Regions from separate parts of the Mus musculus genome. Here regions 1, 2, 3 and 4 are each linked to region 5. The links are chromatin contacts, called in public HiChIP or PLAC-seq and promoter capture Hi-C maps. All regions are on one chromosome and are shown on one strand. The core of a region is the stretch at or near the end of the contact, and the rest is flanking DNA. Distances in the headings are between cores, read along the strand shown. Region 1 has its middle 66 kb from the start of Gm24981. Region 2 has its middle 26 kb from the start of Gm24981. Region 3 has its middle 15 kb from the start of Gm24981. Region 4 has its middle 31 kb from the start of Gm38409. Region 5 holds the start of Ebf2 (early B cell factor 2).

Evidence for each region. Promoter capture Hi-C pulls out the DNA fragments that hold promoters and counts their contacts. HiChIP or PLAC-seq counts read pairs in DNA pulled down with a chosen protein or histone mark.
Region 1: an H3K4me3 HiChIP or PLAC-seq map of embryonic limb bud shows a contact between it and region 5, with 5 times the contacts expected there. The contact joins the enhancer-like site here to the promoter of Ebf2 in region 5. A contact is called at or near these places in 13 of 39 promoter capture datasets (the 3T3-L1 cell line, Sertoli cells, cranial neural crest and 8 more), 2 of 15 datasets of contacts at CTCF or cohesin (pro-B cells and stem cell-derived epiblast-like cells), 8 of 484 Hi-C or Micro-C datasets (adipose-derived mesenchymal stem cells, embryonic fibroblasts, embryonic stem cells and 4 more), 15 of 115 datasets of contacts at active chromatin or transcription factors (bone marrow-derived macrophages, craniofacial prominence, embryonic basal ganglia and 10 more) and 4 of 9 other capture datasets (adipose tissue, embryonic stem cells, liver and 1 more).
Region 2: a promoter capture Hi-C map of cranial neural crest shows a contact between it and region 5. The contact joins the enhancer-like site here to the promoter of Ebf2 in region 5. A contact is called at or near these places in 14 of 39 promoter capture datasets (the C10 cell line, HPC-7-derived erythroid cells, cancer-associated fibroblasts and 9 more), 1 of 15 datasets of contacts at CTCF or cohesin (embryonic stem cells), 9 of 484 Hi-C or Micro-C datasets (brown adipocytes, cerebral cortex, cochlea and 6 more), 15 of 115 datasets of contacts at active chromatin or transcription factors (craniofacial prominence, embryonic basal ganglia, embryonic forebrain and 9 more) and 1 of 9 other capture datasets (adipose tissue).
Region 3: an H3K4me3 HiChIP or PLAC-seq map of embryonic hindbrain shows a contact between it and region 5, with 4 times the contacts expected there. The contact joins the enhancer-like site here to the promoter of Ebf2 in region 5. A contact is called at or near these places in 5 of 39 promoter capture datasets (cranial neural crest, embryonic stem cells, hippocampal neurons and 1 more), 9 of 484 Hi-C or Micro-C datasets (embryonic stem cells and stem cell-derived germline stem cell-like cells), 16 of 115 datasets of contacts at active chromatin or transcription factors (craniofacial prominence, embryonic basal ganglia, embryonic forebrain and 9 more) and 3 of 9 other capture datasets (adipose tissue, embryonic stem cells and liver).
Region 4: a contact with region 5 is called in an H3K4me3 HiChIP or PLAC-seq map of craniofacial prominence, with 2.7 times the contacts expected there. The contact joins the enhancer-like site here to the promoter of Ebf2 in region 5. A contact is called at or near these places in 3 of 39 promoter capture datasets (3T3-L1-derived adipocytes, cranial neural crest and hippocampal neurons), 3 of 115 datasets of contacts at active chromatin or transcription factors (craniofacial prominence, embryonic hindbrain and embryonic midbrain) and 2 of 9 other capture datasets (macrophages and pancreatic islet).

Annotation. Positions count from the first base shown.
Region 1 is chr14:67,630,260-67,636,248 of GRCm38.p6, forward strand. No RefSeq gene overlaps it. Among named protein-coding and RNA genes, the nearest start is that of Gm24981, 66 kb to the left of the region's middle. Within about 2 kb of position 4,087, at least 6 of the 459 cell types and tissues checked have an H3K27ac peak or open chromatin away from gene starts, as enhancers often do. A contact at or near this core is called in embryonic limb bud and second pharyngeal arch cranial neural crest, where this site is marked.
Region 2 is chr14:67,590,165-67,595,491 of GRCm38.p6, forward strand. No RefSeq gene overlaps it. Among named protein-coding and RNA genes, the nearest start is that of Gm24981, 26 kb to the left of the region's middle. Within about 2 kb of position 3,852, at least 8 of the 459 cell types and tissues checked have an H3K27ac peak or open chromatin away from gene starts, as enhancers often do.
Region 3 is chr14:67,549,006-67,554,784 of GRCm38.p6, forward strand. No RefSeq gene overlaps it. Among named protein-coding and RNA genes, the nearest start is that of Gm24981, 15 kb to the right of the region's middle. Within about 2 kb of position 1,661, at least 10 of the 459 cell types and tissues checked have an H3K27ac peak or open chromatin away from gene starts, as enhancers often do.
Region 4 is chr14:67,504,910-67,510,438 of GRCm38.p6, forward strand. No RefSeq gene overlaps it. Among named protein-coding and RNA genes, the nearest start is that of Gm38409, 31 kb to the left of the region's middle. Within about 2 kb of position 2,297, at least 12 of the 459 cell types and tissues checked have an H3K27ac peak or open chromatin away from gene starts, as enhancers often do.
Region 5 is chr14:67,231,572-67,237,736 of GRCm38.p6, forward strand. Ebf2 (early B cell factor 2) reads left to right here and starts at 3,073. Exons shown (of 16, transcript NM_001360202.1): 1 at 3,073-3,694; 2 at 5,878-6,034. The coding sequence starts at 3,564. It overlaps Gm20675 (a long non-coding RNA gene), which reads right to left and starts at 1,624. Exons shown (of 2, transcript XR_874748.1): 1 at 1,532-1,624; 2 at 845-1,176.

The DNA of each region.
Region 1 (5,989 bases), core at 2,837-5,336, 400 kb after region 5:
ATGTATGCACATATGGAAGCCATCTGTTAACATCGGATGTCTTGCTCAATCACTCTCCACTTACTTCTGTGACAGGGTCTCTCACTGAATCAGGAGCTCACAGGGGTTAGGAGGAGGCCTGTGAGCCCCAGGAATCCTCTTGTCTCCACCCTCTCAGAGCTGAGCTTACAAATATGCACTGTCAGCCTGGCTTTTATTTGAATGCTGGGGACTATCTCAGACCCTCATGTTTTCATAACAAGCACTTTGCCCACTGAGCCATTTATTTCCCCAGCCCCCATTTTCTTGATTTCCAAATGGTTCCCCATTTACCTTTTGTAGTGTTTTAAATAAAAATGACCCCCATGGGCTTATATATTTGATTGAATACTTGGTTGCCAGAAAGTGGAGCTGTTTGGAAGGATTATAAGGCTAAGGAGGTGTGGCCTCATTGGAGGAAGTGTGTCATTAGGGGTGGGCTTTGTGATTTCAAAAGCCCATGTTCTTATGTGCTCTCTCTCTCTCTCTCTCCCTCTCTCTCTCTCTCTCTCTATCTCTCTCTCTCTCCTACTAGCTAATCAGGACATAGCTCTCAGCTACCTCTTCAGCACCACTCCTGCCTGCTGCCACACTCCCTGCCATAATGATAATAAACTTATCCAGCCAGGCCCTAATTAAATGCTTTCTTGTATAAGAGTTGCCTTGGTCATGGTGAATCTTCACAGCAACAGAAAAATAACTAAGATACTTTTTAATATTACTTATTACTTAATATAAACACTTGTTTTCATGATAAGTTTGATAGAGTCATATTATTCTAACTTTTATGATTTTTGTTTTGTTTTGTTATTCAAGATAGGGTTTCTCTGTGTAGCTCGGGCTATCCGGGAACTCCCTATGTAGACCAGGCTGGCCTTAAACTCTAAGATACTCTTGCTTCTGCCTCCTGAATGCTGGGATCAAAGATGTGCACCAGCACTGCCCAGCCCTTTTTTGATCTTGGTACCTTTTTATACACCTATAAAATCCTTACACGATGGCTTGAGAATGACTTAATGATCCCCAAGAACTGTAATGGTTTCTCTTCACATTTTAGTCATAACTTTGGCTGTGCCTGAAGTAGGAATCAACCTCTATCCCATGGCTGGTGGCTCTCTATAATCACCATTCCCACAGACTTAAAATGCTAGTTTCCTACACAGGAAACTCTATACTAGTTCCTAGGCAGAGCATGAGGGGCCTTTTCACATCCAAGGTCCTCCTCTGCTGCGAGACAATTTATCCATTCCCTACTAAAAGGAAAATTCATCACCTGTGCATAGTTAGATTCCTTGCAAAGCAAGGGGTCAGAATAATAATTAACTATGGATATTGCTGTTTGTCTTTGTTTTTGTTTTAATCAAAGGATATCATTTCACGGGAATCTCTTGTAAAGTAATGGACTTTGACCCAGTGTTTTTGTTGCTGTAATCCATTAGCAACTGGGGGGGGGGGGTGGAAAGAGGTTCCTGTTAAAGGCCTAGCTCTGCCATTGTTAACTCTGTGATACAGGGAGTACCATTTCAGTAGTGTGGAGGGAAGCTAAATGCTGAGCATCTGTGTGCTGCAGGAGAAGATAGGACACCGTCCATCCGGACATCCCATCTGCCACTGCTGCTTTTACCATGGGAGAGTAAGAATCATCTTCCACCACTGGGTAGTGTAAATAGGCCTTTGACCCCACACCAAAGGCCTCTCTATCACTCACTGCTCTGAAGCTGTTTCTGGTCAGCTCCATTGACTTGAATGTAGCTCTAATGAGGCTGAGGTCATGGGTTCAGTACCAGTGTGGTCTAATTACCAATAAGTCAACTATGTTGGACCCTTAGCTTGTACTTCTAAACCAAGCCATAAGCATAGCATATGCATTCTGCACATGTTTAGCTTTGGTCACCCAAGGGGACAAATGGGGCACCCAGAGATAAATCAGTACAAATCTCCAACCATCGTGAGATGAGCACCCCAAGCCCAGCGGTTGACAGGTTTGGACCTGAGCGACAAGAACTCGTTCTTACAATGGCACAAGGGTCATCAGTAATTGGCACACATCCCCCACCCCCATTCTGTGGAGAGACTGCCAAGCTTTGCTCTCAGTGGGCTTATTATTTTAAATTAGAGGAGAGGTGGAGAGGAGGAGGGGTCCTAAGCGTATTCAGGGATGCTTTCAGTTATCAGGGATTTTTAGGGGAACTGGATTAAAAAATTAAAAGAAGAGGCAATACTCTTGTTTTTAAAAAATTACATCATGACATAAACAATATGTTAAAATAATTTGGAAAATAAGTCATAGAAGAAAATAGTCAATGTCAACACAATTTGTGGACCAGTGATATTTTCATGTCTATTTTAATTTATTGTGCAGGTAACATCTTATATAAGAAATAAACGCCTGTGGATAAAATAAAAAAATATATCTAGCATCTCTTACAAACCTATCATTTGAAAAGCATCGCACTTCCAGTAGCTCTTCCTAAGCTGAGGTCCCCAACCTGACAGGAGCCCCACGATGAAACTCCCGCAGGAAGAAAGAGACCCCTGCACCCTCTCAAAACCACTCTCACTTCCCACACTCGAGAATTTCCAAATAGCATGCATTCACCATACTATCATTTGGAAAACATCAAGAGAGCAAGCGACCTTTGTGCCTGCCTAACGAGAATGCCGAGAGCTGGGGTGCTTCCCTCAGGAACGTACTGTAATTTCTCATGGAAACACTTTGTGAAAAGCCAGTCGTATATCGTAGCCCCTAAGTATGAAACCACGGGTCCCTCTAACCACACAAAACAGCTGTGCCCTCCGCAAAAGGTCATCTGCCGCAGTCATGTTTCTCTTTACTTGTAAAGGAATGTCAGCCCATGTTTTATGCACTCCTCATGACAGGGCACTGTTTATTGTATCACCAACCTGCCAGAACTTCAGAACGAGGAAACTGCCATTATGCGGAGAGTATATATCTTTCTGACTCGCAGGAAAGATGAAAATTAAGAACGGCCCCTTTTTGGAGTGGCCTAAGTATTCTTTGACAGTCTCCTACAATATTTCAAATATCTCAGATTCATAAAACCTGATGCTTGACTCTCTGAACCCACTGGAGCCTGGGTAGGAATGTCAGAGATCGAAAGGACAGCGGACAGCTCTGCCCCCGGCAGGTGATCTGACCAAGGACTTTAAACCAGTTTGTTTGGTGCCCCCCAAGGACTCCGGGGCACATGTAAAGAAACAGGACATTAGGAAATAATAACGGCTAATGTATAGCAGGTGCCTGTCCTGTGCCTGGCATGGGACTTGCATTATCTCAATTTGTCCTCACGTCTATGGAAAAAGTCACTCCATGATACAGATAAGAAGAATAAGATCGTCAAGGGACTTGTCATGAGGGCACAGCCACATTGCTGGTGCGAGAGGGCATCTTAAGATTCAAAATCTGGGGAAATACATCAATCCTTGCACGCATGGGGACCCAAATTCCATCCGCGGAAGTGATGCGAAACAAAACAAAGGAAAACAAAAGAGTTGGATGGAGTGGGTGTGGCTGTAGTGTGCTTTAATCCAGCACCGGGAGTGGATTCCCCAGGCGGTTCAAAGCCAGTGAGAGACCCTGTCTCTAAAGAGCAGGTCAAGGAGGGGGCTTGAGGAAGGGACACATCTAAGGAATGACAGCTGAGATAGTCCTCTGGCCTCTACATATGGACACACACACATACACGCACACACACACACACACAGAGAGAGAGAGAGAGAGAGAGAGAGAGATGCTCAAAGCCACACATGTAGTTCACACTCATAGATCACATGCCCTCTAGGCACCCTGGTTCCATGCTACAGTAGTGTCTTTACCATCCTTACGTGCAGCTGATACTGTCTACGGTGTCAGGGAGACAGCATGCATCCTAATCATAGGAACACACATACACGATAAACTATTTGACATCAGATCTGTGTGACCTTAAACTCCACATTCCTATGCCAAAGTTCTTGGCCCCGGGGAGTTTTCTAGAAGCCAGGAGAATGTGAACTATCTTCAGTCCCCTGCTTTAATTCTTGATTGTCTAGGCTACGAGGAGGAGGGGGCTAGGGATGAAGTCACTTGAGAGATCTGTTTTAAATCCTTGTCAAAGTCTGTTTCGCTGTGTTTTTATACTCTAGGCCAGGTGAAATTTTAGGAATGTCAGGATATTTGAGCAAACAGTCTAGATCTGGGGCAGGCTGACGAGGAACATGTGGCCACCACGGAACACGAAACTTGTTTCTGTGAGTTAGTGCAGAGGCTCCCAGCAGGTTGGGCAGTCTGGCCCTGGCCTCCTGCCAATTAGAATTCGATATTCAAGTGCAAGGGGAAATGCTAGGGGTCAAACCATGCGACAGAGATGGGGTTCAGGGAGATAGGGGAGAGGAAGCTAAAAAAAAATTAAGTATACATGGGAATGCCTTAAAGAATTTCAGAGTGGGCAGCAAAGTAACTGCCGGGTTTCCTCTGCTTACAGGGCACTAGTATTCAAAACCAGGGGAGATGCTTCAGTTCTCACAAGCATGTTGGCCATGCAAAACAAAACAGAAAAAGCTAGATGTGGTAGTGGTGTGAGACAGAGACACAAATGGACTTCTCTTTACACACACACACACACACACACACACACACACACACACCTTTCTCTGCTCTTCTTCCTCCTCCCCAATACACTCAGGATGTTGTGTGGAAGACAGAGCCTGGGTGAGGGGCACTGGATGGTAGGCTGTCTTCTCATCTTTCCACTGACGCTCCTGAGTTCTGTGACCTTTCAAGTCACTTATCCTATGCCTTTTCACCTCAGTTTTCACACACACACACACACACACACACACACACACACACACCTGCAGGAACACACAAATATACGCATGCACAAACACGCACACACTAGCAGATCTATACTGAAAACCAGCTGGAACGGTCATATTTTATCCAGTAGCGTGAGGGTGTTTCATCAAATGGTTGCTGTGGTCCTTTTGGGGTCTGGAATGTTGTGACACAATGCCTTTCCTGTCTCTTCTCTTCCTCCTTTACTTCCGATCCTATGTCTCTCTTGTGTGGAATCTCTGTGTCTCCCTTCCCTCTTCCCTCCCTATCTCCTTGATGTTCCCTCTGCTTCCGTTTGTGTTTTGAAGCAGGATCTCACTATGTAACCCAGGCTGGCTACCCTTGGACTAACTTGGCCTCTGGAATGTTGGCTTGAGAGGTGAGCACCTCCACACCCAGCTTCTCCTTACCCCGCCCCCCCCCCTTGCTTATCACTGTGGCACTTTTTGTTTAACCTGTGGAGGGCACTGTTTCAGAGGCTAAGGAGCCAGCTCAGCCATACCTTGATTGGAGCCCGCACTCTGAGCCTCTGTAAATGCCAGCATTCTGCCAGGCGTGGTGAATATGTGGCCACAGGGGAACTCAGATGCCTGTTTCCACTGGTATGCAAACTGTGAATCTCAGGATTTCTTAAACTAATGGCTTGCATGTTTTAAAAGAGACCATCTCAGGAGGAGTCTCAAGCAATAAAGCAAAGTAGCAATTGTCGGAGATACAAAGACATAAGAGGATTCCAGTGGTGAGCAAGGACAGTGGTGCATGCCAACTCTGTGTGTCCAATCCCTTCATCTTCCTCCTGGAGAGGATCACCTAGCCCAGCGCTATCAAGTAGAGTTTGCTGGGTCTACAGAAACGTTCAGTGTCTGTGTACTCCACAATGGACCCAGCAGCCATGTAGTGACTAAGCACTTGAAACAGGTTGGATATGACCAACTGGCTTTCAAAATTCTCTAATCATTTAAGTTTAAACAGTCATGTGAGGCTGGTGGGCATCCATCCCATGGAGCGGTGTAGACAGAGGACATTAGAAAGAAGCTCATGAGGCAACAGGTGCTCTAAGGAGGGTAGACTATGTTACGCAGAATAGAAGCTGGCTAATATCCTTTAAGATATTGAGGACATTAAAGGCAATAA
Region 2 (5,327 bases), core at 2,602-5,101, 360 kb after region 5:
ATCTTATCACATCTTTATATAATGTATACTCACTAACATAGATTTAAAATTTGCTTTTGTCATTTAAGTTCATTCGTACAAGAATTAAAAGTGAGCGTGTATACCAAAATTACCACACTTCAGTTTACTGTATGTATGTATAAATTTATTCTCTCTCTAGAATTTGATTTGTGGGACTATCATCCATTTCTTCCTGCCAAAGGACTTCCTTCCGTGTTTACTGCTGGGAAGATCTTGCAGTAATAACTCCTTTAGTTTTTGTTTACCCAAAGATGCTTTGTGTTCTTTATCTTTGAAGGACACCTCAGACTTGATTTCTAACACTTGTGAACAACACCTCACCCTGTCTGGCCTTCTAGATTTCTGCTTTATGCTTTATCAAAGCTCATTTACATGCAATGAGCTGTTGTCTTCTTTCCTTTAAAAAAAATGCTTTTTTTTTTTTTTTTTTTTTGTCTTAGAACTTTAACTATCTGGGTCTCCTACTTTGTTCTCAGTAAAGTTCTTAGGTTTCTTGGATTTGCATGTTCAGTTTTTCCTCCTTCAATTTAAGGAATTTCTGGCCATTATTTCATCAAATAAGTTCTCTGCTCATTTCTTATCCTTCCGGAACTTTACAATAATGCACTGCACTGAATTGCTTAGCAGCAGCATCCTACCAGCCCCAGCATCCTACAAGCTCCAGCATCCTACAAGCCCCAGCATCCTACCAGCTCCAGCATCCTACCAGGTCCTTGACTCCTTTCTTTCTTCCTTTCTCATTTTTCACTGCTGAGACACAATGATTTTAGTCCATCTGTATGAAGTTCTTGTATGAAGTTCTTGATCTTTCCTCTTTCTGACTCAGTCAGGTACTGGAACACTTTCCAGAGAACTTCTCAGTTCAATTAAGTACAATTTGTGTTTGTTTGTTTGTTTGGTTGGTTGGTTGGTTGGTTGGTTGGTTTGGTTGTTGTTTGTATAGCTTGCCCCCATCCCTTGGTTAGTTTTCTCCTTTTGCTCATGCATGCTTCACCCAAAGAGATTTACTCACCTGTGTTCCCCCTTTAATACTGGAATGTTTTTTTTTTTACTGTTATTAGAAATATTTATTAGGTGGTTCATCCATCTGCCTCTCTTCCGGGTCAGGCTCTGTGGTTTAATTTCTGTCTTTTCATTATGTCATGATCTCCTGTTCCTTTGTGTGCCTGACCATGATGTCAGTGGTGATAATGAGTTTAGACTTTAGACATTTGGAAAAAAACGATCGCCTGCCCTCTTGGACTGTATCAACTGGCTTCCTGCAGCAGGGGGTTGGGGTGGGGTGGGGATGGGATCGCACTAATCAATCAACCAAGGGACAGATTCTGGTGCCTCTCAAAACGTTTCTGAGCAGCATCTGTTCTGGGCATGACTTGTGCTTTAGGTCCTCTCAGATTCCCTTACATGCTTCTTGAAAGCCTTTAATCTCTTGCTACTGAGGGCATCTGCCTGTGCAAATGCAATCCCCGTGTGCCGCTGGGACCACACGGCTTGCAGTGACTACAAGTCCTGTTAGCTTCGGAGTCAGACAACGTAGACACATTTTCCAGAATGGACGGAACACTGAACATGGTTCGCTTTTTGTTTCTGCTCAAAGAGAGGTTACCTGGTAAAGGATGTCTCTTCTCGGTGACATGGCATGGGAAGTACAGATAAGTTTGCAAAAAGCTGCCAACTTTCTGGTCCTCATATCTGGAATCCCTTCCTGATTTGGTGGGCTTATGTGAAGATGCTGAGAACCTTGACTGATCTCCAGAATTCTAAACGAGCGCTTTTCTCTCAGCTTGGTGTCTCTGTGGAAGAAAGCTTCACTTTCAGTGTTGTATTGTCTAATAGTGAGAATAAAATATTACATTTCCTATGAGATGTGAGTCTCCGTTTCATGGGTATCTCTTCATCTTTCACCCGTCAAACCCAGAGACCTCGGCTTGGATCTCTCTCACATTTTTTAGTCTACCCTTATCGTTCCCTTTGACAGACTGCATCTCTCTCCTCTAGATTAAAGGACATGAGACAGGGAAGTCAGGGAAGAGACTTGTGAGTCAGTATGTTTCAGCTGAAAAGCAAATGACTGAACTAACGAATGGGTGAATAAATGAATGAATGAGTGAATGAATGAATGAATGAATGAATGAATGAATGAAAAGGTGCTCAAATAACAGGACAAGAAATGTAATGAACCGAAGGCAAGCAGTCAAGAATAGGTAAGTCGGGGCCCTAAGGGAAAGCGATAGAGACCCAGAGAAATTTGACAGAGGCACTCACAAAGGAGCAGGGGGAAAAAATCACAATTCTATTTACATCTGACAAGGCCTGTGAGTGCCGTAATTCACACGTTTTTATTTTAATTGACATGGAAATATGAGCACTGCCGCTCTGGAGTGCTTTAAAAATCAAATCTACAGCAAGCAAGAGGCTTTCTAGAAGATTACTCACCTGGGAAATGCTAAAACATGTTGACATAAAACAATAAACTTATTGGACTTTCACAGAGTCCCATGAACAACTGCGGGCTGACCACCCGGTCCTCAGAACTGGAGTCCTGTTTTATTTCCCATTTCCTGGTGCTGAGACCTAAGACCCATCTATGAAATGCTGCAGGGAAAGCAGGAGGAAGAAGAAAACACCCAGGTTGTCCTCTATGTTGTTGTCGGGCATCAGTGATGGAACTATGTCCCAAGGTCAGGGCCACCTGACAATGAGCACAGTTACCCAGCTCTTTGACCATCTGCCATAACTATGTCACTTACTTGCTTACTTACTAAGTACGGAGCTTACTAAGCCCTGGGTGGCAGATTTACTAATAGCTGGGAAGGAGTAGATCTGGAGGTATGAGTGTGGGGGATGGTGTCTTGGTTTAACAATGGCCTGCCTTAGCATCAGTGGCCAGCATTATGACACTGCGCTCAAAAAGGCCCGAGTTATTAGCCTATTAGTATGGAAAAGGTGACGTAAACACAGGAAAGCAAAAGCAATCACTCCAAGTCTAACCAAACACCACGGACGAAGAGCACAGCTGGAAATAAGCACCTTAAGGCTCTGGAGCTAGTAACTCCTCTACTCAAGGGTCTGCCTTGCTGTTGTTCCAAATTTGGCTAACATTCGGCCTCTCTTATTAGAACGGAAATGTTATCTACAGTTGCTATCCCCTTCCCTACTTCAAAAACGTTGTTTTTAAAACATGATATGAATACATTAGAGACTCTTTTCAGTTCTTGCAGGGGGAAAAAGTTCAAATGCAGGAGTCTACATAATAAAGCCTACCCAGATATAACAAATGGGGCTGTCAGATTGATTCTCACTTGAGACACCAACTGTAGCTAATATTCCTGGATATGCAGATGTTTTCTGTCTCTTTCTCTCAGACCAAGAAAAAAAAAGGCATTTAACGGGAATAATGATAAATTGGTATTAATATGAAAAGACTCTGCCGCACGGCGACAAAGAACCCTACAGGTCAAGGTTGGAAACGCATGTGAGCGGCCGAATCCTCACCTCTGTGCAGAGCGGGAATTCATGAGCTAAATCCACTCTGTTGGAAGACCACACAACATTCTTCTTGCAAAGAGAAAAATAAGACCCTGGACTGGACTAAAACTTCTGTTGAGAGAGACCGGATCCCCTGCGGTGTCTGAAACACACTCCACTGTGCTGACGCACATAGAAATTAAGGGCTCTGTAAAGAATCAATGTGCTCACACAAGTCTGTCCAGGGGCTAAAAACTCTAAAGCAAACCCCGTCCGTTCTTTAGTCCCTGTGTGGAGCCCACAGCTGCGCTCAGCAGGTTACACTGTCCCTGGCCGCACCTCTGCTCTCCCTCCTGGGATTCCATTCCCTGACATCGACAGTCACCTCCACATTTGGTTCCACTTTGGCTTTCCCAACCTCTCACCTTCTTGTGCACTTGTGTGGATGCTCTCAATCTGTGGAGAAATGTAAGGAAAACCCGCACTTAGTTTCTTCTGTGTAAAGGAAGAGACAATAGGAGGTAACGGCTAATTGTCTGACGAGGCCTCTCCTGGATGAAGCGCTGATTCCCAGAGAACACTGGGGAAACCCTTACTTGAGTGGCTTGGTAGTCGTCAGCTGCTCTCTGCAGACCTGGAGTCTGTAAACGCGGAGACAGCCTTCGGAGAATTTACTTTGAACAAACAAGTTAGTTCCACGGCTGGGGGTGGGAGGTGAGGGTAGTTAATTTACCGGAAATTGCATGCTATGATATTCAGTCTGTGCATGTATACTCTGAGCCGACGTGGCCTCACTGACTCTGTGAGTCATAAGACTAGAAGTCAGAAACTCACAGAAAGGTGATCAGAGTCTTCACCCACTGGGCTCTGAGCAGCCACACACTTTTCTGCTGAGATGATTTAGGCAGTCAGCCTCCGGGTTATCCTGACTGTGTTACAGAACTCAACAGAAGACAACCTCTCATCTTTCTCCATGTTGATTTGCTTTTTAATTGGGGATGATAGAGCATAGGTGTTTGCTATTATCAAAGCTTACCGAATCTCCGCAATAGCAAGCTGGATTTCCTGTAACGTGGACGCCAGATGGAATGGTGGATTGCTAGAGAGGATCCGTTAGACAAGGAACACCGATTCTGGTGTAAGGGTGATGGGAACTAAAGAAAGCCGAGCTTGTAGCTGATCACATGGACATTTAGCCCACAGGAACTACACAGCTCTTCACAGTCTCTGACAAACCTCAACGGTTACTCGAACGTGCTTCCAGATGACAAGACTCCAGAATCAAGCTTATTACTAAGAGTTCTGCACTGTTGTCTTTCCCTCCACTCCAAGGTTCCCCTTACAGGCACATCTTCTTTGCTATACAGTCTTGTTCCATCCTGTCTAGGGTCTGTGATATCCTGACCGCTAATGTAGAAGTAGTTCTTTCCCGGACCTCCCTGCCTCTTTCTCCTCCGGTGAACTTTGAATTAATTCCTTTCACGTGGGGCAACTTCACATAAATGGCTCACAGCATCCTGTGAAAGGGCTGATGGGAAGCTCAAGCCCCTTTCACTTTCCTGAAGTTTGGACCATTAGCTTTTACCCAGTGCTTCTTGCTAAGACCCTGGTATGCTGAGATCCCTCTATCACAGAGTGAAGATAGTCAATCACCCTTCCTCTCAGTTGTAGCTACACCATAATTGAGCAAGGACTTATTTTTTGTTTGTGACTCTTGGGTCCAAATGCAAGTTTCTGACAGCAATCTAACCTTTATTTACACTGCTCAGTGATAACCATGTATGGAAGCCCTCAGCATCTGTGCCTAGCGAAACAACAAGAGCAAAATGCTCACAAAT
Region 3 (5,779 bases), core at 411-2,910, 320 kb after region 5:
AATATTCAAAATCATAAAATAAGAAAACATTTCTAACTGAAAATAAATTGTAGAAGATATTAATTGAATAAAATTAAAAGTGTAAAATAGCATGCGGCAATGATCTGACCCCTTTACACAAATTCCACAATCACTATCTCTATGCTTCCTGGCTCTATTTTGTAGACATTTACAGATGCTTTCTGACAAAAATAGGACCACGGAAAGCAAAGACCTGTTCACACTTACATCAACAACGTTCTCACTGCTGATAGAGGAAATCAACTCGGAAATAGGTAATGCCAAACGGGAGACTAAGCAGCCTGTTGAATACACAAGAGCCCGGCTTCTCTATCCCTTCCCTTCTTACACACACACACACACACACACACACACACACACACACACACACATACCATCTCTCCTTAATAATTCAGAGGTTTCTTTGCATTCTTTCTCTGAGCTCAGGCCTCAAACTATTTATTTTTTCTTGCTGCAATCTTTCCAGGGTACACTTTTATCAGCATTTCAAAGGAGCATCACTTGGGTAATTTTTAGTTGATAGTTGATTCCACTTTTTATATGGGTTAGAGGTCACTAGCTTACTAAAACATATTCCTTATTTCTAGTCGTCCTGTGAGGGGTGGGTTTTCTATTCTTTGTTAGTTTGAATCATTTAAAAAAAATGATAAAAAGACAAACATGTGTCCTTTTATGAAGTCCCTATTCTATAAGACACATAAGTCTCATGGTCTCACTGGTAGAACTACCCTGCCGTGGGACTCTGAGGAGTAAGGTTGGGGCAGCTGGTGGGAATGCATCTCATTGGCTGAAATTTCTAATGTGTGATATAACGGGCTCTCACTGGCTAGAGGTTGGTGGCAGCCCTCCCCAAACGCAGCCCAGACCCTAAAGATTCAGCAAACCCCTTTTGGTGTCAGATAAGTCTGAATTTGAACAAGAGTTGGTTGCCCTGAGTTCAAGGCCAGCCTGGTCTACAGAGTGAGTTCCAGGACAGCCAGGGCTACACAGAGAAACCCTGTCTCGAAAAACAAACAAACAAACAAAACCCCAAAACAACAACAACAAAGGTGTTGGCTGCCCTTTTCTAATGTGTCAATAATAAATGCATTGCACTGACGTTTCTTCAGCAGGGGGCACCACAAAGAGCAGAGGCAGGACACGATGAAGCTAGTGGCAGACCTTTCTCTGACTCCTGACCATGCCCTTCCCTCTAGCACCTATGCTTCCCACCCAAACAACTCTGAAAAAGAACCAAACCAATCAACCAACCAACCAAAACCCCAAAACTCCCTAACGTGGCACTGTCTGAAGCCAACAGAACTTTTTTTTTTGCCTTAAAACTCCCTGTACCCCAAAGGGTAATACTTTGTCTCTATTTATATCCACCTAGAAAGGTATAGGTATAATGTATATCTACTATCTCAACGTACAATCGTCACGTGATTTTTTTCCCCATTATGAAATCTCTGTGGATTTTTTTTTCCTTGATATTCTGGAGAGGATGCGGTCATAGCAGCTGTTGGGGAAATATTGCCTCCTCTTTGTTCTGAATGCTGTTTAAACATTGGCAGGGGGCCTCATTAAAGATGAATCGTTGAATTAGCAAGTAGCATTGTAGCTTGAGGAGGCAGCATGTGCTCCTGTGGTGAAAACAGATTTGCACAAAGGAGGGAGGGTTAGGGGGATGTGGGGGTGGGAGGTGGACAGAGGATGAAAAGACAGAGACAGAGCAATGTCAAGTGCTTTGCAATGGCTCCCTAGCCTGCCCAGGGCAGCAGAGAGGCACCAGCCATGCAGAAAGGATCCCCAGCAGAGTCCTGGCTTTTGGGGGTGTGAATGTGAAAAGGAGCCCCTTCATAAGAGGGTAACTGGGTTATTCATAACCTTTTCCTTCCTTCAGACTGTGGTGAATGATTGCCCTGTGGCCTTTGATGATGGAAACCTTGGGTACCAACAGCCCTTGGGCTGTCAGCATTATTTAGCCAGTGACTAACTCTGTCCCTATTCCATGCCTCCTGTCATAGAGGCGGCAAAGAGGCAGGAGCAGTTTGCTTGTTTTGAATGTCTTTTTCCTATGTTTAAGTCCTTTCTCACGTTCATGAAGGTTTCCATCTGATTTGGAGTTTAGTGATACCGCAGACAAGCCTCAGGGACTCCTGCGGAACCAACTGGTCCCATTCAGGAGGTGCGCATCCCCACGTCTCCCGAGTCTCTGTCTCATTACTCAAGGAGGCTGTCTTGTGGGTGTGTGGTTGCCTGCGATCCTATTCTTTCTCCTGAGTTCTGATGCATTAAATTTGTGAAGTAAAAAGAAAGAGAACAGAGAGCAGAGAGACAAAAGGATATAAGGTAATATAAAGTGATATAAACTCTACTACATATCAGACGCTATGCTAAGTGCAGTGGCCCAATCATATTAATTATCTACAGTAGTAGCCCAGGGGTTTTATCCCCATTTTACATGTAAAGAAACCAAGTCTCATAGAGAATAACATGCCTTCAGTGGCATGACTGATAAATGGCCCAGCTAGAATTCAAACCACATCTAACTGACTGCAGACTTGAGTCCTGGGTCTACTACTCTTAATGTACATTTGCATGTACGGTAGGAAACAGGATTTGTGTGTGAGAGTGAACAGTCTAAAGTAGGATCCTGAAAGGCTTTGTCTCCAATTAACTCTCCCCCTTGGATCTGAAGACAATCCTGGCTCAATTCCCTTCAGGAAACCATCTCCTCTCTCCTTTAATTCTTGCCCAGCTCCTGAGGTCACCACCTTTGGAGGCAAAAAGGACCAAGGAGTCAACATCCTAACAAACAGGGCTTCAGAATCTTGTCCTTTTGAGCTGTTCTGTTGGTGAAGGTCACGTTCCTTGCCTGAGGGCTCAATGCAGATCTGCTAGCTTGCTCCCTTACCAAGCAGCCCCCAACCCTTCCTTCTAGGAACCTGGAGACTTTGTTTTTATACAGCAAAAACTGATTTACAAACAGCTCAGCGGGTAATTTACACCAACCATTGGAGCTGAGAGAATGGTGGACAGAGTTTCCGGTCCCCAGACACCAACCACATCATCACACTCCTTCCCTCTTGCATGGGTTTGAGGACAGACAGACATCATAGTGACATCAAGGATCTCATTATGACAATAAAACAGAGCTATGAGGTGGCTCACATTGGTTTTTATCCAGGTTTTTTGAGTCACCAGAACAGAGTTGGCATCACTGGATTGTTGGATGGCAGAGACACATGAACCGAAAGACAGTCTGATTTACAAGCACACACGAGGCTGGTTTCTGCGCATGTGCATGTACACGGCTATGTGTTTGTGTGTATATGACCTAAATCATATTAATTATCCACAGCAGCAACCCTGGGAGGGTTTATTCCCATTGTACGTGTAAAGAAACTAAGTCTCAGAGAGAATAACTCACCTTCAATGGCATGGGTGATAAACGGCCCAGCTGGAATTCAAATCACACCCAACTGACTGCAGACTGGAGTCCTGGATCTGCTATTCTTACTGTACGTTAGCATACTGGGTAAGAAAAGGGATTTGTGTGTGAAAGTCAAGAGGCTAAAGTGGGATCCTGAAAGGCTTTGTCTCCAATTAACTCTCCCCAGGGGAGCTAAAGAGTTCCTGGGTCCTCTCAACACTGTGTTGTGTATTTGTTGTGATGGCAGGTGTGTCATCTGAGTGATACAATGACACAGTGTACCCTCTTGATCAAAGCAGGCAGGTTTCGGTCATCTCAGTCTGCCTTTCTGAGCTGTATGATCTTAGTCAACCTCACTGGCCTCGGTCTCATGTTTGACACTTTCAAAATGGGAATATCGAGGGTTCATTTTTGATCAGGTCAAGAGATGACTAAGGTACTTGTGAAACATGTACATGAAGGTGATTCTAGAGACATCTAACTGATGGGGTTGATGGAAGGATCTGTCCTGGATGTTGGCAACACCATCTAACCGGCTGAGGTACTTGACTATGTAAAAGAGGAAAGAAGAAAGCCAACACTCCCCTTTCTCTGCATCTTGATCTGCCCAGATGTGAGCAAGCTTCCATGGCTTCCCTGTTGTGATAAGCCCAAACAAACCTTTCCTGCTTGAAATTGCTTTAGGGCAGGTATCAGGCCATAGCAACAATGATACAGTAACCAATGCAGGTGGAGACTGTTATAAAATACCCAAGAGAAGCCACTTAGGCCGGGAAGGACTGGTTCTAGCTCACAGTAGGAGAGCTACAGTCACAAGGGTGAGAGGAGCATGGAGACAGGGTACTTCATGGCGGTGGAGGTGTGCAACATCTATCTACTTATTACACGTGCCAGTCAGGGAGCAGAGGCCTGGGCTAGCACTGGAGCAGGCTCTAGCCTCTGTGACCCACCCCACCATAAGCCACTTCTTCCAGCTATGACCACTTCCCAACGGCACCACAGCTTCCCAAAACCACCATCCATGGATCAAATACTCAAACACATGAGTCTCTGCAGGACTTGCGCATTCAAAGCATCAAGCATGAATCTATTTAAAGCTGGCATCCAGTAAACAACCAACTGAAGTGTTCTTCCTAAAACCTCAAGGAAACAAAACAAACCAGAAACAGAAACAAACAGCAGCAAAACAAACAAACAAAACAACAAGAACAAAACAACAACAAACCAGGCTCAGGCTGACATTCCAAGTGGACAAAAGACACAGTTGAAAAAGTTTACATTGGCAAGTCAACACAGAGAACACACAACAAGAAGCACTATATGCATATACAGACACACGTGTTCATATATGTGCAGGTACACATGTGAACCTGTGCATGTGGAGGCCCAAGGACAACCCTGGGTGTCATTACTTAGTTAATGTACATCTTTTTCTTCTTCCTTTCTCATTTCCTTTTCTTCTGTGTTCCTTCCTTCCTTCTTCTCTCCCTCCCTCCCTCCCTCCCTCCCTCCCTCCCTCCCTCCCTCCCTTCTTCCTTTCTTTCTTTCAAGACAAGTTCTCTCATTGGCCTGGAGGTCTGATTGGCTAGCCTTACTGGCCAGTGAAGCCCAGAGATCCAACTCTCTCCACCCGCATCCTCCTGTGCCTGGCTCTGGGATGATGCGCGAACACAGATCCTTACACTTGCTCAGGAAGAACTTGTCTCGCTGAGCTCTCTCCCCACGCCCCAGGAAATCTTTTTAAAAGTACAATACACTCTTTAAAATGTGGCTGTGGTCATGGAGTCGAAATAAGTGACCATTGGCTGTGGTCTATCTGGTTAGTAGAAGGTGGCAAGCATAGGCTGTCCCCTGATTTCTTTACCTGAAAGTACTTAGACTCACTGTGCCTGGTTCTCTGATGGTTAAATTTGCTGCATTTCAACTCACGCTTGCTCATCTCTTTATCTGCATCGAGTACAACAAAATCACGGTTTGTCCACTCAGAGAGAGGAGACAAAAACAGCCAATCACCTAGAAGGACCTACAGAGTCATCTTTTTTTTTTCTTTAAAGATGTAATAGTGCAAACTTTATATGCCCCAGTACAGGGGAACGCCAGGGCCAAAAAGGGGGAGTGGGTGGGTAGGGGATTGGGGGGGTGGGTATGGGGGACCTTTGGGATAGCATTGAAAATGTAAATGAGGAAAATACCTAAATAAATAAATAAATAAAAAAGATGTAATAGCACATAACTTGATAGGCACAAATGCATGGGGCCACTGCCCTAGTCAGAGGACACAGAGGGCCAGCTGGAGCATCCTGGGGCCAGGATCTATTGCAGCTGCACTATGGTTGTTTGGAT
Region 4 (5,529 bases), core at 1,047-3,546, 270 kb after region 5:
TTCTTTCCATCCTAACTTCCTTCCGTCCCTCTCCCCATCCCTCGCTTCTTCCTTCTTTCCTTCTTCCCCCCTCTTCTTCTCTCCCTCACTTCTCTCTTCACCCCTCACTTGGTCTCTCTCTTTCATATCTCCCTTCCTTCTTTCCCTACTTAAATGGCACCCTAATGCTAACTCAGGTACACACTTTATAAAAAGAGAAAAAGAGAAACATATTGTGACAACACAGTCCTGTTGACCAGGAGGAATGGACTCTGCTTTCCGAAGAAGCCGAAGCTGGGTGTTCTACTGAGGGAGACGGACACCTGTACCCAACGTGGCACCTGGCTTGTTTTGTAAACATCTGCACACATGCATGCATTTCAGATGAGGGTCAGACACGTCCTTCACAGGGCAATTCTGCCCAGAAAATGTAAGAGAAAGAATGTTTGTGGGAAGCATGTAGAACCCTCTCATTTAATTGATTATGCCCTCCAAGAAATCCTCCAAGATAAGAACTCATGGTCTCACTAAATTCCGTTTTTAAAAGTCTCAATAAGGGGAGGTGGGAGTGGGTGGGTGGGTGAGTGGGTAGAAGAACACCCGCATAGAAGTAGGGGGAGGGAGGGTTTGATAGGGTGTTTCTGGGAGGGAGGGAAACTGGGAAAGGGGATGACATTTAAAATGTAAATAAAGAAAATATTCATTTAAAAAAGAAGTATATCCTTTGGTTCTCTGGGGGGAGTCTGAATAAGGGCTGGAGAGATGGCTCAGCGGTTAAGAGCACTGACTGCTCTTCCAGAGGTCCTCAGTTCAATCCACAAAACACGTGGTGGCTTATAACCATCTTTAATGGGATCCTATGCCCTTTTAGTGTGTCTGGGATAGTGAGTTACATTACACACATACACATAAAATAGATAAACTTTTTTAAAAAGTCAGTCTCAATAAATAGAATTAAACTGAATTTTATCTTTGGATGATTTAAAATGAAAACATTTCTCAGTTATAATTACTATTCCTGGAGTGTTGGTTGCCTTTCCTGTCACCCTGACAAAAATCCCTGACCAAAATAACCTGACGGAGAAAATACTGACTTGAGACTCATAGCTTCCAATGGTTCAGTCCATTATGACAGAGAAAGTAGTCTGAAGAGGGAGGCTTAGTCCACAGAGTGAGAGGATGAGGCAGGTACAGCTCACACAGCATGGGTGAGGAGACCAAGATCACAGGCCAGAACCAGAAGCCAGGATAGCCATCAAAGGCCTGCCGGTTCCTCCTCTAGGGTAGACTGTCTCCCATGACAGCCTCACCAACAGAGGACCATATGTCAAAACACGTGACCTGTGAGGAACTCTCACCTGTCACCACAGCACCTGTCACAGGCCTGCCATGGGCAAGTGGTTTCTGCTCTCACAACTGAACCACAGGTAGGACCTTTCCCGCTACCTTTCATCCTCAAAAGGTTACGTTTAGGCAGGCCAAGCAATATTTTTAAAGCTCTACACCTAGTAAGAACTGGAGACCCAGTTTTAACCCAGGCCTCTAGCACTCCAAAGCCACGACTCTCAGGGCTCTGTGATATGTACTAACAGAGAGCAACCACACCAAACATAATACGTGTGGACCCAGCAGTGGGTGTGAACATTTCCATGGTACAGCTATGATGGTTGAGTCACAGACAAGCTAAACAGGAAAGCATGCACCTCTCTGAAGTTAAAAACAAAACAAAACAACAACAACAAAAAACCAGGAACAAAAGTACCCACAGAGGACCTAGGGTATCAAAGACACTAAAGAACCCCAGGTGAGAAAGGTATTTCTGGATGTAATTTTGAAGCGATGTCTTTAACGCAAATGAAGAAAAAGAGTTAAGAAGAGTGAATTGGGAAGCCAGCCGGCCATGGCCACATCTGCCTCAGTTTGCCCACACCTGCATGTTGCCGTCCCACAGACAGGGCTTCTTTCTGGATTTCTGACTGACTTGAACGAGGGGACCCTGGCAGCCCCACACTGCGCTGAGGGAGGCAGGATACAATTCCCAAAGCTGCTGCTAGCCTTGAGGCTGATGCTAAACTATTTTGTGAGAAAAAATCAGATGAGCAGAAGCAAACGGGTACAGAAGCGTGGGGCAGGTGGCAGGAAAGATGTCCGAATGATGGGGAGGAGAGGGAATGTGTAAAGTGCATCTGTACCTACATATGGCTGAAACTGGAGTTGGATTAGAAATTACTCAGAAGCTAATTAGTGCTGGGAGAGCATCCCTTTGTCACAGGCTTGATCTAAGCACTTTATCTCCGGGAACAATGGGGGCCCGGGCTGCGCTGCCTTAGGCTAGTGAGTAATGGCCTCAGCCATCTGGGACTGTTCTCCAGGACCTGAACCCATGGGAAGCCTCTCTGGATGGCACTAGCACCCCCATGGAAACTCCTCTGCTGCCCCCCAGGCCCGTGACAGTCAGGAGCCTTGATCTTAGCATGAGGAACAAGAACCTGAAGTTCTTTCCTTACCTTAAGCCTTGCCCTCCTCTGCCTTGCCCTTTCTTCTTATTTTCCTTCCTTTGTTTTTAAAGCTGTAAAACGGTAACGGACACCACACTGCTGGTTTGAAGGAGGAGGAGAAGACAGTACTGCAGGGTGGAGCTGCTTAGGACTGAGCGGAGCAAAGAAGGGCCAAGCAGTCACCAATGAGGTCTCCAGAGAAGAGCGAGCAGGGGACAACCCTTTGCTTTGGCTCACCGTGTTAGAGGTTTCAGGCCACCATGGGTTTCAGGCCCATTGTTATGGGGCAAACAGTGAGGGAGAATATCGTGTCTGAAGTATGAGGGTGGGGTGGGGCGGACACATGACACAACGAGGACTGTTCATCTCAGGGCCACCAGGAGGTAAAGAACGGAAGAAGGAAAGAGCACAACCCCACAACCACCTTCCAAGGAATCCCCGCAATGAGTTACCTGCCTCTCAGGAGACCCCACCCTTTAGTGGCTCAACCCTCTACCTACCTCAGTAGTACCATGGATTAGTGACACATGGACCCTCAGAGGACATGCAATCAAAGCCTAGAGAGTGGCCAACGCTTGCTGCTGCCTCCATTCTGTGAACTACTTTACACACATTAACTGTCTTTCTCCCAACAGTTCTGTGAGTCACGTCCTGTTTTACTCTCGCCCTGAAGGTCAAATAAAACCACCTGTAGCCATATAATGGGCAAGAATGAAATTGGAGTCTTCACATCAAGAATCCTGGGGCTGATTTTCCTAGTCAATGTAGTTTCTAATTGTCTTCTAAGCATTTATTTTTATACTCCCAGAAAAGTGTAGCTTTCACCTCTCTTCAAAGAAGCCTCCTTTTGCCAGAGGCAATGAGCCACAGAAATCTACAGCTGGTCAAATGCATAGCTTAAGCTACCATGGGGTCCCCAGTGCCAGTTGGTAAATCTACAGTGCAAGCCCTGCATCTATGTCTCAGGGAATATCAAATCAATATTTCCTGCTTTACATTTTAATCATGAAGATATTACTCACCAAGTCAGGTAAAGTGGTCCTTTCACAGTGCTCCTCCTCACATCCTACTTCCTGTCACAGTGCTCCTCCTCACATCCTACTTCCTGTCACAGTGCTCCTCCTCACATCCTACTTCCTGTCACAGTGCTCCTCCTCACATCCTACTTCCTGTCACAGTGCTCCTCCTCATATCCTACTTCCTGTCACAGTGCTCCTCCTCACATCTTACTTCCTGTCACAATGCTCTCCTCACATCCTACTTCCTGTCACAGTGCTCCTCCTCACATCCTACTTCCTGTCACAGTGCTCCTCCTCACATCCTACTTCCTGCCACAGTGCTCCTCTTCACATCCTACTTCCTGTCACAGTGCTCCTCCCTTCCTTCCGGAGTTCGTTTTCCATTGGATTTGTCTAGCTTTCTATGAATCACTCACGAATTAAGCTCCTATTTCCCACTAGACTTAATGTCCACTTAATATAGTCAAACTTATCCATTATGCTCATTATTTTATTTTTTTCATGAAAATACCCTACTTAATGTAATATATTTTATTAGTCCTTTGAAAATTCATGAATGTATGCAATGTATTTTGATCATATTCACACACAGACACACACACACTCACACACACACACTTCTTACCTAACTCTTCCCAGATCTACTTTCACACACTTCTCCCAACTTCATGGCCTCCTTTTTTTTCTTTTTCTTTTTTTTTAATTAACCTTTTGGAAATATCTTGATAATCTGCTACTTCCTGCTTCTCGCTAGAAAGATTTCCTTCTGGATATTTTCCCCAAATAAACCTCTTCACCCTAATACCAAGGCCTCCTCAGTTCCTCCCTGGACCCTGCAGTCTTTGTCATTTATCCTCTCTCCTGGGACTAGAACCCAAGTGACTTCCTGAGACTGTCAGGAAAATATGAGCCCTCTGAAAATGCACTTTCTCTAGTTTGTGTTTTCTCTAGACAAAATAAATCATCACGAATGAGTATGAAATCCAGGTTACAAATAACTTTACCTCACAAAGCCTGAGACAATTTTATGCCTTTCTGATGGTTTTTTTCAGAGTGAGTTTCCTAATCTTGGTATTTCTAATGTTTAGCCAACATTCATTATTTCTATTATCTTATTTTAATGCCCAACAACTGTGGGGTTTTGTTTGGTTGGTTGGTTTTGGGTTTTTTTTGTTTTGTTTTGTTTTGTTTTGTTTTGTTTTGTTTTTTGAGACAGGATTTTTCTGTGTAGCTCTGGCTGTCCTGGAACTCACTCTATAGACCAGGCTGACCTCGAAATCAGAAATCCGCCTGCCTCTACTTCCCAAGTACTGGGATTAAAGGCGTGCACCACTACTGCCCGGCAGCAGTTGTGTTTTAATCTGTCAACATATACACACGCGCACACACACTTAATGTAGTCCCAGGTACAGCAAACTAGCTCACCTTTCCTCTTGAACAACATTGCAGTAATTATGTTCACACTTTCTTGGGGTTTCTCAGTTTCCTCTAAGTAACATTCTTTCTGTTTATTGATGCCTTTTCCATATTGTTTTTGTTGTTATTGGTGAGATTGGTGGTGGTTTTTATTTATTAGATTGGTTGGTTGGTTTTTGTTTTTTTTTGTTAGGTTGGTTTTTGGTTTTTGTTGTTGTTGTTGTTTGTTTTTGCTTTTGTTTTGTTGAAACAGGGTTTGTCTCTGTAGTCCTAGGTGTCCTGGAACTCACTCTGTAGATCAGGCTGGCCTCCAATTCTTAGAGATCCCTAAAGGCACGCGCCACCACCACCTAGCTTCCACATTGCTTGTAATGTGTCTATTATTTTAATTAGACTTTCAGAGGAGGCTGGGTGATATAAACTCAGTGTGTTTAGTTTGCCTTGCTTAATCAAGAGTTCAATGGTAGCATTTCATATCGGTGAGAAAAACATCTATTATTCAATTAGTATCATGGAAGTGAGAGGGAAACAAATTTGGATTTCTATGTACCAATTATCAAAAATGAATATTTCAATTAAAAAACGAAAAGATGCATAATTATGTTAATTCAGTCTTT
Region 5 (6,165 bases), core at 1,823-4,322:
GCTGCAGTACAACACGAACAAGGGGGAGGGGGAATTCAAACCTGGACTCTGGTATTTTAGAAGGGTGAACAAAAGCGGTGACAACGTATAAAATGAGATCCCAAACCACTTCCCCAGTTTGTGTAACTAGATGGTCGTGAAAAATAGTAATACTGTGAGTTCTGATTTTTTCTCGAGGATGGAACGCGAGACTCCCCAGTCCTTGGTGGAGGAAGCTTGAGGCTGCGAGTGGGGTTGGGTATGGGGGGGAGGGGGCGGACACCCAGCCGGGTCCCGGTCCTGGTCCCGGACCCGGCGGCATTTGTGTTTCAGGTTCCTAATGGAGGGTTATTCTCACGTAGCTGGAGGCGAAGGAGATGGAAGCAACCCTCTGGGCGCCACGATTGCGCGCCGCAGCCACCAGCACCGCTTCTTTAGCACGGGTGGTCAATTCTTCCGCCACCCCTCCCTAAGACCTTGACAAACATAATCAAAGCCAAGGCGGTTGGCAGAACCGCTCTCGGCGCGCACAAGCGTTACAGCTTAGGGCACAAGGCCGACTGCTCCTCTATACTCGGTCTGGAACTTCATTTATGCGTAAAAGGGACTTCTGGACTTTGGGCTCACCACCCTAGGAACCCCAAGTGGTCGGTCCGCAGTCTGTCCCCAGTGTTCAGAGGAGCCGCAGGGGAGGTGGGGTGGTTCCTCAGTGCAGACCACTAAGAGCCAAGCGTCCCACTGAGTTCTAGAGGTAAGGCACCCACACACTATCTTCCAGCAGGGCACCGCCACCCCTGAACTTGTCACTGGGAAGGAGGGAGGTGAGACGCCACTGACAGTATGCTTTGGAGAAGGCAGCAGGGAGCAAGGAGAAAGGAACAATTCATTCGCTTCCTGAGGGGTATAATTTGGGCGGCAGCTGTTACTGGTGAGAAAAGAGGCGTCAGCGACCTTGGCTCTGCCCTTTAACCTGGAGCCTCTGGGGGCCGGCGGGCCGGGCTAGGCCGGAGCCCGTTGCTGCCCCGCAGTCCCTCAGGCTCTCCGCATCTTTCGCGAACATTTTCGAGGTGGAGCTGATCAAAGTCTCCTTGGGGAGGTTAAAACAAAACTAAACAAAAGCCAGCCGTTTCATCCACACGTCGGAGGGCTCATTGGCTGGTCCACACTCTTCACCGAGGAACCTGAGGCCTTGCCCAGCTGGGAACATGGCCGGGACAAGAAAGAAGGACAAGAGATTAGTTAAATTCAGCAGACTTAAAAAAAACAAAAACAAAACAAAACTAAAACTAAAACCAAACCAAAACAAAAACGAGCAGGCCCAGCTCGAAGACTCTGGGTGGTTAGTTTTTCCTGGGGTCGCAATTATCCGTAAAGTCTTGTGTAACTGAACTGCGCAGCTGAAAGAGCAGAGGTGGATCTTATCTCGACCATTTTCTCCCCCACCCTCCCTCTTTTGTTGGATAACTGCCGAATGCAACTAGGCCTCTTATTTTCTTACACTCAACTGTACCTCAAGCCACCCTGCCTCCCCTTTAAGCCTGAAATTAAAGACCTGGAGTTAGGGTACACCATCAACGCGACTCCAGCCCCCCTCCCCAGTCTGTGCAAAGAGAGCCCCAGCCAGCTTTCAAGTCAGTCACTGCTGTAGAGAGAGACCAAGTCTTCCGGAGCACCATCCCGCCTGCGCAGTCTGTAGTCACAGTTTGCCCCTGAGGTGAAGTGACGTGCTCAGGTCCCCTTCAATGGAGACTCAAGCAGTCTCTGAAAGCGCAAGCTTCCTTTTCGCTCGCCGGGCAAACGTGCACCCCAGGCGCTGTGTCCTCTAGCGGCGAACTCTCGCAGCTCGTCTGTGAGCGCTCACCTACAGCTAGGGGGTCCGGTCAGGAGTCAATTGACACTCAAACCTGAGCCCTGAGCCGGGAGGAAAGACTCCCGACTGTAATGATGCTGAGAGGCTCGGGTGCAGTCGCTCGAACCGCGGCGCAGCTGATTGTCTGCTCCACGGCAGATGGTCTTTGAGCACAGATTTGCATTCATTGTCTTCAAATCTGTTTTCGCGCTGGCGTTCTAGATTTCAACAGCAGATCTACGCGCAGATCAGAATACAAAAAGAGAAGCAAGAAAATAACACCCAGCCAGGAGGATTTTTTTTTAATAGGCACCTCCAGCCGTCTAGGGTTTCAGCTATTTTGTGGAGCCTCGGCTTCCCGACCACCAACCTTCGCGACCACAGCGCTCGGCGGACAAAGTTTCCAGGACTTCTTCACAGACGCCTCGTGTCTCTAACGCAGGGTTCCCCGGCCTTCAGGGATTGGGGAGGGAGATTTTAAAAGGGGGGAGGATTCGAAACTTCATCCCGCAGTTCTCAGCCAGCCAAGCTGTCAGCAACCTCTCCTATCTGCAAAGGTGCGTACTCCCGCCCTCCCGGGGCTGTTTTCCTTAACTCCTTCACCATTTCCCTTCACAGTATATTTATTTAAACTGCACTTGAGCCTCATTCGTCCACACTCCGCTCTCTCCTTCCTTCATCTCGCCTCTCCTTCTAACACTTGTGGCCTTCGCACGAAATGATTGCTTCCCTGGAACTCTCTGAGACTTGGTAGACCGGTTCAGAAAGACGGATGCCCTGAGGGTAGTGTTTGCGAAAAGCATAAATACAGGTGGTCACAGGTCCAAACCCCGGGAATGAATCTGTAGGGTCTCCCGCAGGCGACAAAAAACCTGCATCTAGAGGCAAATCCGCGCTGGCTTCCTGCTCCCGCGATCGGAAAGAACCATCATGATCCTAACTCTCAGAGTCCTGCTACTCTGTTTTGGTGCAGGATTTGGGGACCCCCTTTCCCACTCAGGCCAAACACTCGGGACTCTGGTCGGGACTCGGTGCTTGTGGCTTGCTGTAGCCTTTCACCTCCCGGACTTCGGGCAAAGCAAAGCTTGGCTAACGCCGCGGGAGGACGTCCGCCCAGCTTGCCCAGAGCCGGCCAATCCCGGGCGTCCATGCAAATGAGGCTCCTTATCGGGCCTCGGCTCCGCCTCCCGCGGCCTGGGTTGTAGTAACCATTCATGGGGCCCGCGCGCTGCAGCAGCCCGGCTCTGCGGCGCTCTCAGCCACCGCCTCCTCCCCGCTCCGGGTCTTCCCCTTCCTCTTACAACTGATCCTGTTGGGGATTTTTTTTTTTTTTCCTATATCGGAACGGTGGGGAGGAGCAGGGAGGGGGGAACAAGGAGGAAGGGGAGAGATCAGGCAGCTATCTATCTCCTCCTGTTTTTCCCAGAACAGGTGATGCTTCCAAATTGTGGCCACTTTCTGGAGAACGTTCTGCAGCTGGAAGGATGCGGGCGACCTAGAGTGGAAGCCCCGAGGCGGCAGATCTGAAGCCACCGAGGATAAAAAACGCAAACTTTGCATTGTGCGTGGAGGAACGGGCTGGCTATTTCTTTCCAAGAGGGCCCCCAAACTTCGGCCCTTGCCGCCTTTCTCGGATTGCTTTTGGAGAACACCATTTGCTGGCAGCATTGGAGAGTGAGGACGGTGTTGTTGTAAAGTCACTTTTAAGGCGACAGTAGAGGACCAGACTTTTTAAATGTTTGGGATTCAAGATACGCTAGGAAGAGGACCAGCTCTGAAAGACAAGTCGCTGGGTGCCGAGATGGATTCGGTCAGGTCCTGGGTCCGGAATGTCGGCGTGGTGGACGCCAATGTCGCGGCTCAGAGGTAATGAGACTGGAGCCGTTGTGCTCTGAAAGTCTCTGGTTGTGTCTGTCTCCCCGAATATCTCTTCCCTTTGCTCCCTCTCTTTCTCTCTGTCCTTGTCTCTCCTCCCTGGCTGTGCGCACTGGGGCTCTCCCTGGGCGGGCAGGTCGCTGCGACTAGGGGAACCCTTTTCCCGCAGTCGACACTGTAGTTTCTGAACTACCGAGGTCACGGGTGTTTCTCCCCACAGTCCGTTCTTTGAGGACAAAAAAAATTTATTAAAAGTAGCGTTCAAGCTCACATCGTGGCGTTTACTCTTGGACTCTAGCGGAGTGGCGCGTGAAGATCCGAGCTGGCAGCCGGCGCAGCGGCAGAGCCGGCTTTCCGGTCACTCCTAGGTTCCCCCACGCTTCCTGCGAGCGCCTCTCCTCCAGCATCATTCAGGATGGCTTGGAGACTCGGGGAGCCCAGCGGCCAGATGGTGGCGGCGGCGAGAGGATCCGGAGAGGCCTGAGGGGCTGCAAGGAAAGCAAGGCGGCCGGGAGCTCTAGGAAAGGGGACATGCAAGCGAGTCCTGGGTGAGGGAGAGTGGGACAGACAAACCGAAGAGGCCGAGGATGGACCGAAGCACAGGAGTAGTCGGGGAAGAGGAGAAAATGGAGCCGCAGAGAAGAGCACCCTCCAGTTTTGCGGGTTCCTCAAGTTGATTTTGTTTCCAAATCTTCGCGTTTACGGATGGTTAAAATTTGTCTAGGGTTCCATCCCACGAAGACATTCCAGTCCCGCTTCTCACTGTCGCTACTGAACTGAGATTCATGGCCCTCGTGTCCAGACTACAAGAGCCAGCTCCTTTACCCTCTCCAGACACCCACAAATTTCTTCCAGGACTCTCGACTCTTCCTCTGCGCTCTGCGTTCTGCGCCAACCTCCTTAAATCTCCGGACTTCACGTTGAGAAATGACCCCTTTTGCAGATAGGCCACATCTCCAGGTGTCCCGGGTAGAGCGAACTGGCTGCCACCCTTCAAGGAGTGGCAGCAAAGGCCGCAAGCCGGATGCCTGAAGTGGCAGCTGCGGTACCCGATTGCCACTCCTCCGAAGCCGAATGCTCAGTTGTCCCCGAAGCAGATGGTACTTCGCAGAGGCCTTGGCTCTCGAAAGCGGTCTAGGGGTTCGCTCCGGCGGTGACAAGCCGAGGGAACCAAGACAGTTCCGCAGATCCGCTCCTTAGCGGGGGCTTAATAACATTTCCCTCCAGTCTTCCCGTCCGAAATAAAATGTACTTTATTAAAGTTCGAAACAGCAGTCTGTGGTGGTCTAGCGAAAATTATACACTTTCAAAAAAGTGACTGAGACCATGCCCAGCACAAGAATCCAGAAGACCTCAGGGCCACCAGGCTGCCCTCACCATCTGTCAATTCGCCGGCTCCACAAGGTTTTCAGTCAAATGTGGCACTATCAGAGACAGGCATATAGGGAGGTCCTGTGGACGCATCCAAGGCTCTGGCAAGCTCTGGGTCCAGCTATACAGAGTCAGGGAATTTGAGAAAACACTCGAGCGCGGATCGCCCGAGTCTCTGGCCGGGGCGCTGCTGTCTCTTAACATTCTGGCTTCTTCTGGCTTTGACACGTGGAGCGGTTCTTGGGGGCGAAGGTCCTCAGCAGTGAGTCCTCAACCCTGGCCCGTTATCCCCAGCAATGACTGTAGGGGATTTTGCAGTGACACTGTCCTGGATGCAAATTTCGGTAGAGTAAGGCAAACCTTGAGGACAGAGGCTTGGACTCCACAGGCTTCCTATCCTGTAGTCTGTGATCCAAAAATTCACTAGCCAGGAGTTAAAAGGGGTCACTTGTTCAAATGCAAAAGAACCCTATCCCCTTACATCTGAGTCACAGCTTTGAGTTTTGCGGGCAGGCACCTGGGGTTTAGCAGCGCTTCTTAAGACTTCGCCGGCAGCCCTGGTCTTTCTATTCTACTAAAAGCCGTCTGGTGACAGGATTCTGGGTGGCTGTATAACGGGGTGGCGGAAGCAAGGTGCCTATTGCAACCCCTCTGAGAGAGTGTGGAAAAGACCCAGAAGGTTTCTGGTCTTGAGTCCCTTGGCCCTTCTGCAATGTGTTTGGGCATGTTAGTCACTGCCTAACACCCAGTCTTTCTGTCTTTCCCCCTTGTCCTGTTTCTCTCTCCCAACACTTCCTGTGCAGCGGAGTTGCTCTGTCCCGGGCCCATTTTGAAAAGCAACCTCCTTCAAACTTGAGGAAATCCAACTTCTTTCATTTTGTCCTGGCGCTCTACGACAGGCAGGGACAGCCGGTGGAGATTGAGCGCACAGCCTTCGTGGACTTTGTGGAGAATGACAAAGTAAGCGGACCCCTTAAACCCTCCCCCCCTAAGCCGGCACTGAGGATTCCATCTGTCACTTGCGACACTCTCCCGCTAGCATCAGGAATGATAAATTGAGGTGTCTCACCCTTAGCTTCTAACTCAGTAGA